Regions from separate parts of the Sus scrofa genome. Here region 1 is linked to region 2. A link is a contact called in public Hi-C data. All regions are on one chromosome and are shown on one strand. The core of a region is the stretch at or near the end of the contact, and the rest is flanking DNA. Distances in the headings are between cores, read along the strand shown.

Region 1 (4,650 bases), core at 914-3,413, 160 kb after region 2:
GGGGCTCAGTCCAGTGCAGTGTGGGCTACTGGTTCTCAAACTTGAACCTGCTTGGAAGTCACCTGGAGGCCTTGTTAACACACAGATTGCTGGGCCGCAGCCGCAGAGCTTCTGATTTACTGTGCCCAAGGAAGGGGGAAAATGGGCAGTTCTAATGAGCTTCTGGGTGATGCTTTTGGTTCAGGGAAAACGCTTTGAGAACCCATGTAGAGAAAAGCAACTCTTATTTAGGTGTTACGTAGCTTTGGCTTTAGATTCCTACTCTAGTACTAAGCAGCTGTGGGAACCTTAGAGTCTTTATTTGTAAAATTCAGCAGGGTGATTAATACTTGTATTATAGGGTTTTTGTGCGGATTAAATGTGATTTTAAAAATGACACTATCTAGCACTTATTGAATACTTACTGGGTACCAGATACTTTGAGAAGTGCTCCAAATTTATCTTTTATTTTTTACCAGTTAAATATTGTTGTTCCCGTATATAAAAGTCCTAGCTCATAGTAGTTGCCCAGTCACTACTCCTGCCCTTCCTTGTGCATATTTAAGAAGGTGCAGAAATGTGTAATGTACTTTAGTTACACTTTCATAAAGCTAAATTTTTTTTTTTTTGGACATTTTAAAAGGAAAACTTTTTTTTTTCTTTTTTAAAAACATTTTTTAGGTCTGTATCTGTTGCACATGGAAGTTCCCAGGCTAGGGATCAAACGGGAGCTGCAGCTGCAGGCCTACACCATAGCTGCAGCAACACAGGATCTGAGCTGTGTCTGCAACCTACACCACAGCTCACAGCAATGCTGGATCCTTAACCCACTGAGAGAGGCCAGGGATCAAAACTGTGTCCTCATGGATGCTAGTTGGGTTCGTTCCTGCTGAGCCATGATGGGAACTCCAAAAGGAAAACTTAAACAAATAAAACCTGGATATTTATATGCAGTGGTTTGTTTTGTTTATTACCAGTAAGGCTAGATAAGAATAATGTTCCCATCATCTGAAATGGTAAAATGTTTCTTTTTACTAGTTTATGGTTTTTAAGTATTGTGAATCGTTTAATGTCCATATAGGTCTTTATCATTAGTTAGAAAGCTTAATCAGCTTTATGAAAGATTTATAATTCACCTTTTTTTTTTTTTTGCTTTTTAGGGCCACTCCTGAGGCATGTGGAAGTTCCCAGGCTAGGGGTCTAATTGGAGCTACAGCTGCCAGCCTACAACAGAGACACAGCAACATCAGATCCAAGCTGCATCTGTGACTTACACCACAGCTCATGGCAACGCTGGTTCCTTGACCCACTGAGCAAGGCCAGGTATTGAACCTGCAACCTCATAGTTCCTAGTCGGATTTGTTTCCACTGTGCCACGATAGGAACTCCTATAATTTACCTTTAAAACTAATCAAGTTTTAGTTCTTTCTGCATTCTTTTATGACTGCTTTTCAGAGGGTGTCATAATTTTGCCATCAAGTTAAAATCTTCACTCACAGGTAAGTAAAACCAAAAAATAGTAAAATTTATTACTTTATTTGGCTTTGGGAAATAATTCATTTTACTAGAAAACAGTATAAAGGAAAGAAAAGTGGAGATTCTGAAAAGTGAGATATTTTTATTTACTTATGAATGACTGGGGACATTTATTTTGTGTTGCTATGTGCTAGATACTTGTTAAAATACCAGTACTTAACGGGATTAAATAGTAACCTTAATCTGTGTAAGACAAAGTGCTGTTGGTTTATAGTTAGCATTTGATGGAAGAGCCATTATTGAATTACTTCATGCACTTCAAATATGTGAATATAATAGATACAGTTCCTACCTTTGTGGAGTTTACAGTCTAGAGGTTGAGGTAGTTCCTAAAAGAACCACAGAGCTAACAATTGAAGCTGGCATTCTGAGTCATGTGGCTTCAGAGCCAGTGATCTCGACTCCCACAGTGATGCCTCCCATTCAGTATTTGTGTCCTTCCCTCCCTAATCTTGGTGTAGTTGACAGTATCCTCATTTGCCAGTTTTGAATACCTCTTTTTGTGGTGTCACAGTTTGTCACATCAGGGCTAGGAATGAGAATCGAGCAGGTGTGGTTCAAGTTGACTTGCTGGGTTCCCTTCCTTAGCATTGCCCAGGCACATGCTCATTGCACAAACAGAGAGGTGCAAGGAATTGGAGGAGACTTTGACCTCTATGTAGTGAGTGAGGCATAGGGTGTTTGATTAGGTAAGGAGGCCTTTCACCTGAAAAAGGAGACTAGGCTTCTCCTCAGGAAAGAAAGCAGGACTTAACTTCATGCTTTTTTCTCTCTTGGTCCATTCATCAGTCAGGTGAGAGGAGGATGTGACAGGTACAAGGAGCATCACTGCCAAGTAATGAGCCATGTAGTAAGAGAGAGGCTTAAACCTCTTGACATGTTCTGGAACTGTCCGTGGTTTGATATGATGGTTGTGGGTGAGTGGGGAGAGGCCGGAGAGGTCATCAGGGGCTAGGTTTTGGAGGGCCTTGCTTGCCACCAGTCGAAGAGGCATGCCTGGGAGTAGGATGTTATCCTGTTGGCCATCCATGAGTTTCACAGGAGTAACTTGATCAAATTGTATTCTGGAGACTTGACTGCTTCCTCCTGTGCAGAGGGCTAGCCTTGGAAGCCTGGAGACTCAATTTCATAGATGACCTCAGAGGAAAGCCAAGAGAAATGACCAACGAATAACCAGGGATATTAGGTGAATAAGTACGGGAGGTGGGTAGAACAGAAGTCAAGCTGTTAATTGTAGAATGCCCCCACTTTAATCATCAGCTTTCTGGGAGGGCATAGAGGGAGAGAGGAATGTTTTATCAATAATAAACATCCTTATGCTCTCTACGTTTTAACCAAATATCTGTCTGCTCCTGCTAGCAAAGGGGGACTTGACTGTCTGTTTAAGTGTTGACCTAATTACGCTTGCATTTCCAGAGAGTTGTGAAACATTTGTGAGAGGGTGAGGCTATTTCTTTTTTAAAGCTACCAGCCAGCAACACCCTCTGACTAATTTAGCTTTGCTTATTATTAGTAAGAATAGACTGAGAGGCAGGGTTGTACATTGAAACAAAAAGCTTATACACTTAGAATTCTAAAAAACTCTTTTTAAAGTAATACTTCCCATTAAAGGGGCCATACATTAAACATTTTCCAGACTTTTTGTAACTTGATTTCTTTTCCAGCTGAAGTTTCAAGATTCTTCCTCATTATAGAGAGAATAGTCCCTAAACCATTCCCTACAAAGGACTCTACAAACTGTTTGAGCGCCATCTGCTGGTTTTATTTCTAAATTATTGTTTCTAAAAATTTTATAGCCACACCCACGACATATGGAAGTTCTGGGCCAGGGATTGAATCTGAGCCACAGCTGTGACCTATGCCATAACTGCGGCAATGCTGGATCCTTTAACCCACTGCACTGGGATGGGGATTGAACCCGCACTGTCACAGCAATCTGAGCTGCCATGGTTGGATTCTTAACTACTGTGCCACAGTGGAAACTCCTGCTGGTTTTATTTTAATGGACCAAATAGATGGTGCTTGGAAATCTTTAAGAATTTGTGTATATCTTAGTGTTGCAAAATTATGAAGCTGGAAGACAGCAAGAATTTTGATTTTTTTTTTGTGTTAGCATTGGGGAGGGGGATGCTTTTGGCTGGAATATAGATGTATGTGATTAAAAATGAAGAAGGCACTTTAGGGATTTCATTGACCCATCTTTTTTTTTTTTTTTTTTTTTGCCTTTTCTAGGGCTGCTCCCATGGCATGTGGAGGTTCCCAGGCTAGGGGTCCAATCGGAGGTGTAGACGCTGGCCTACGCCAGAGCCACAGCAACGCAGGATCCAAGCCGCATCTGCGACCCACACCACACACAGCTCATGGCAATGCCAAATTGTTAACCCACTGAGCCAGGGCAGGGACCGAACCCGCAACCTCATGGTTCCCAGTCGGATTTGTTAACCACTGTGCCATGACGGGAACTCCAACCCATATCTTTATCTGACAAAAGATTAACCTGTTTGAAATAAAAAATTAACTTCAAATGTCAAATGAAATGGCTACATGTTTTCTAACATTGCAGTCAACCAAAGCCTGTTCTTCTGGAATGAATTTAGTTTATGCCTCCCGATTAGTAAATTTCACAATCGATTTCTCTTCATGTTACTTGAGGTGCTTTGAGGCATTTTCTAAGGAAAGTGTTATTAAAAGGGCTTTGCTGGCCAGTCTGGAGAGTGGGCTTTATTAGAAGGGGTATGGAGAGAATCTGATTATCTTTCCACTAAAGAGAGAGATAGGTAAAGCTCCCAGGGTAAGTAAGCAGGGATGATGGTATTATAGTCTCTTCTTGTTACTGGTCCTTTTGGGCCTTAGTTTTAAGTGACTGTTTATAAGGACTACCGAGCTGAAAAAATTGGCATAGCCAGACCATTAGATTTAAGATCTTTTAATTTCTCATCTAGTCATCTTAGGTGTTTAAATGAGTTGAGAGAGGCAGTTTTTTTGCAGGAAGAAAATCCAGTTTGGCATTCATGCATTCATCTAACATCTGTTGAGCACTTAAAACAACCAGATATACTTTTAGGCCATGATACGGCATTGAATAAAATAAATATGTTCCATGGCCTCATAAAATTTACATAATAGTTGGAAGGA
Region 2 (4,309 bases), core at 299-2,798:
TGGAGGTTCCCAGGCTAGGGATCCAATCGGAGCTGTAGCTGCCAGCCTACGCCAGAGCCACAGCAACACGGGATCCGAGCCACATCTGCAACCTACACCACAGCTCACGGCAACGCCAGATCCTTAACCCACTGAGCAAGCGCAGGGATCGAACTTGCAACCTCATGGTTCCTAGTTGGATTCATTAACCACTGTGCCACAACGGGAACTCCTCAAGTAAGCTTTTAAAGTCTGGTCTCCATGAATTCATTGTGACAAACTCCCAGGTGATATTGATGCTATTAGTCTGGGAGCAACCCTTTGAGGACTCATTCCCTAATGAGTCATCTGTGAAAATACAGATATTTCTTCCTTCTTCTAAATTATTCTCTCAGGGGGAGCCAGTTTGAAAGCTTCCAAATATACCTTCACTGTGAGAGGATGATTAGCCCAATCCTATTGGCTCTTTCCGTTCTCCTTCTGGACAAGCCCTTGTAGGGCCCTACTTTCCTCTTCCAAAATTTTCCAAACATTTAATGTAGGATAGTATTCCCTGGCCATATAGTCATATCATCTATTTATTGGAGGAATAAATAATTTATCAACACACATATATTACTCAGCATTCCTCATAAAACAGATACTTTTTAGAAACTTTCATTTATCTCCTTTAATCCTTACACCCATCATATGAGCTAGGAATGAATAAATAGCCCTATTCTAAACTGAAGAAACTAGAGGAGATTAAATCACCCACTCATTCAAGGTCCTATTTAGTAAATGGCATAGCTGGGATTCCAACTTAAATCTTCAGATCCCAAGGCCAACATGCTTTCTATTAGGCCAAAGCAACTGCCTCATTGAGAGTAAACTGAATGTTGGGGCGCAAAGGAAAACAGCAATTTACAGGTTTAAATGAGACAAACCCATGACAAACATAATGGCCCCTCTACCTCACACCCGTGGCAGACAGCATTCTTTCCTGCTGCATATGGAATCTTCAAAATCTTTTTCAACCTAGTATCTCTAGTAGCCAGAACTAATCCATTGGAATAGGCACAGAGTACAAACCCATATGCTTTTGTTTCACTTATTTGGAAACTTCATTTCATGGTATCCCACTTAGAAACATTCCACCTAGAAAGTGAAAAATAAGATGTTATTTGAAAAGGCAGGGATAAGGTTGGGACAGGTAGATATTTGGGTGAACTGACAGGTGATTCCTTATCTTTAGATCAGTGGTTCGCAACCAGGGAAAATTTTGACCTCCAAGTTGATATGTAGGAATGTCTGGAGACATTTTTTATTATCACAACTAAATGGTAGGAGGTGCCACTGGTATCTAAAGGGTAGAGTCCGGGGATGCTGTTAAATATCCCACAGTGTGCAGGACACTCAGGTTCTCCCACAGCAAGCAATTATCCAGCCCAATATGTCAACAGTGCTGCAGCTGAGAAACCCTGCCCCCAGTCACAGCACATGTAAAGGAGGGAGCAGAGCAGAGCTCCTTGCAGATGCCTGCTGCTTCTCTCACATTAGTAAAATAAAGTTGAAGGAACTGAAACCACTGATTTAGGGTCTGCTTCTGGTTGCTCACACACCAAATACAGAGGCCGCAGAGGTTTCAGTTATAGCTGGCTGTAGGATCCTTTATTTTCTTCTAGCCCAGATGACCTGAAGAAACCTAAGGTGCTACCCACACATCCTGAATCAACATAGCTTTTGGCTTTTCCCTCCCAGCTTCTCTCCAATCCAGACAACAGGAAAGAATATTTGAAAGAAAGGGAAAGTGAAGGATGAGGGGGAAAGTAGACTAGAATCTTCAAGGAGAACTCCTCCACAGCCAGACTGGTTCTCAGTGCAAGCACATTGACACTGATCCCATGAGCACTCTCAGAATACTTTTGTTCCTGTTTTTCAACAACTCTACCACTCTAAGTGTGGTGTCCAGAGCAGCAGAATTGGCACCACCTGGCATCTCCTTAGAAGTGAAGAATCTCAGCCCTCCCCAGACCTCCTGACTCAAAATCTGCATTTTAACAAGATCCCCCAAGTGATTCATATGCGCATTCATGTTTGAGAAGCACTGTTCTAAGGTTTCCAAAAGGCAAAATAAAACTGCAAAGTGAACAGCTGCAAAACAGATGCAAAGCAAACCACGTGGTGTAACATATGACTTCTCCAGAGGATTTATGACCCTCTGTGGATGGTAGCTTGTAATATAGAAAACAGAAATTTGAAAGAATGTGTGCAAAAAAATCAATGTCATGTTATATCTTTTTAATTGCCCTTAAAGGGATCCACCTTGGGTTCAAGAAAATGTAGTGCTAGTACCTAAAACTGCTTCATGCACCCAATGAGGGCACAAGTATTTGGTGGGTTTTTGTTTTTGGTTTTTTCTCATAAGGAACAAAGTTAAGATTTATACTGATCTTCCATGAAATCAGGGAGTTTGATTTGATCAGTATTTCCAACACAGCATTCCATAGTACCAAAATTTTGTAACGAGAAAAAAGTCAATGTTGTATATTTTAAATAACTTAGAAAATAGACTAAGGTGACTGGATCAGTTTCAACTTAAAGTCCTCATTCAACTTACCCAGATTGATTCATTGAAGAAATATTAAGTACCTCCTAGTGTATAGCACAAGGAAATTTACTCAATACTGTGTAATAAAGTATATGGGAAAAGAATCTGAAAAGGAATGGATATATGTATAACCGATTTACTGTGCTGTACTCCTGAAATTAACATAATTTTGTACATCAACTATATTCCAATAAAATTTTAAAAAGAAAGAAAGATTAGGTCCCAGAATCTTTGCAAAGGAGAGTTTGAAGGAATGCAGCAACCAGTGCTGCAAATCATTGCCTGAGATTAGGTGCGGCAGGCAGCACTTGATAACTGAGACGAGAGGGGAACAGAGATGGGGGAGGAGTCGGACCCGCAGGACCTGGAGGGAGGAGGAGGGGGAGGAGCTCTGGATGCCCTTGTGAATGCGCTGGAGCTCGACCGTTCGGGAGGCAGGTCTAGCCGGATTCACACGCTTGCCTGCAGGACAGACCACGACTCTGCTTGTGGAAGGTTTTCCGAGGACAACGTCCCGCGATCCCGCTGCCTCTTTCCCACGGAGCTGTGGCCGAGTTTCAGTTGAACAATCCACAAGGGTCAAGACTCTGGAGAGCAGGTCTAGGAGAGGCCGCTAGAGGCCGCGCTCGGTCCCTTCCCCGAAAACCGAAAGGGCTCCAGCGAATGTGTGTTCAGCCAGCACTGTGTTCTTTCATAACCTCCGCGCTGTGCTTGCGGCTCTCTGCGAAGGCCGGAGGCAGATCAAACACCGGCCTCGAAGTCAGAGAATGCTGTAGCCCCTCCATCACAGATGGTGGGATGCTGGGTGGCCTCTTAGAGCCCTTCCTCCGACTGCCGGGCCTCTCCCCAGGACTCCCCTGGGGCTGAAAGCTTGGTCCGCTGATAACAGTCCCCTGACCCCGCTGGGATTCTGAAGCCCAGAGAATGGATTTGGAGAGAAAGCAGTGGAGCAAGGGTGGAGAGAGAAGGAACCTCAGAGCTCAGGCAGGCAGACTCCTTCCCAGCGTGGCACCTGAGCCTTGGGACTGCTCCCCTGGAGGTTGGGCCTGAGTTGACGCTACAGGAGGAACCCAAGTGGAAGAAATCAACCAATCTGGGAAATGAAGCAGAGGTTTCTAGAGGCTGCCCCGCCTAAAAGAGTGTTCAAAGGCCACTGAATTCTTAAGGTCATTGGACTTTTTTTTTTTTTTAACCTGTGACGACTCAGTCAGGACAAGGCAAGCAAGAGAAAATTGCTCCTGAAATACTTCCTGAAAAGTTCTGAACCAGTGAATCACAATCCGGTCGCAGGACAGAGAGGCACTGGCACTTCCACAGGGAAAGGAAATCACCCAATATTTGTGAGCACCCCTCCAGGCTCACAAATTTTTGCATTCAGTTGCTTAGTGCTTTTTGCATTCAGTTGCTTAGTGACCTAACAGGCCAGGGGGGCGAATATAAATATCTCCATTTCCCTGATGTCAACATCAGGACTGGGAGATGTTAAGTAATTTTCCAGGGTGGGCTGGTAACAAAGTGACAGAGCTATGATGCTTGTTTATTTGATTTAGTTTATAAATAGATTATACAGTCACATCATTCAAAATCATAAAGCCTAGAAAAATCTCTCATCCACATGACCCCCAAATATCCAGTTGCCTTCATACACAGGTAATAACTACCATCATGTGTTCCTTATTATGTAGACACTTTCAGCATTTCCTTATGCATACCAGTTAATGAGAAATATATTATTTTTGT

The links. A called contact is a pair of places that touch in the nucleus more often than the background predicts.
Region 1: a contact with region 2 is called in a Hi-C map of omental adipose tissue, with 2.6 times the contacts expected there. The contact joins two enhancer-like sites. A contact is called at or near these places in 20 of 47 Hi-C or Micro-C datasets (adipocytes, alveolar macrophages, brain and 12 more) and 2 of 2 datasets of contacts at active chromatin or transcription factors (alveolar macrophages and skeletal muscle).

What each region holds. Positions count from the first base shown.
Region 1 is chr7:88,001,993-88,006,642 of Sscrofa11.1, forward strand. The region is part of intron 2 of AKAP13 (A-kinase anchor protein 13); the gene reads left to right. Among named protein-coding and RNA genes, the nearest start is that of AKAP13, 110 kb to the left of the region's middle. Within about 2 kb of position 2,164, at least 21 of the 83 cell types and tissues checked have an H3K27ac peak or open chromatin away from gene starts, as enhancers often do. A contact at or near this core is called in omental adipose tissue, where this site is marked.
Region 2 is chr7:87,846,168-87,850,476 of Sscrofa11.1, forward strand. No RefSeq gene overlaps it. Among named protein-coding and RNA genes, the nearest start is that of AKAP13, 41 kb to the right of the region's middle. Within about 2 kb of position 1,549, at least 14 of the 83 cell types and tissues checked have an H3K27ac peak or open chromatin away from gene starts, as enhancers often do. A contact at or near this core is called in omental adipose tissue, where this site is marked.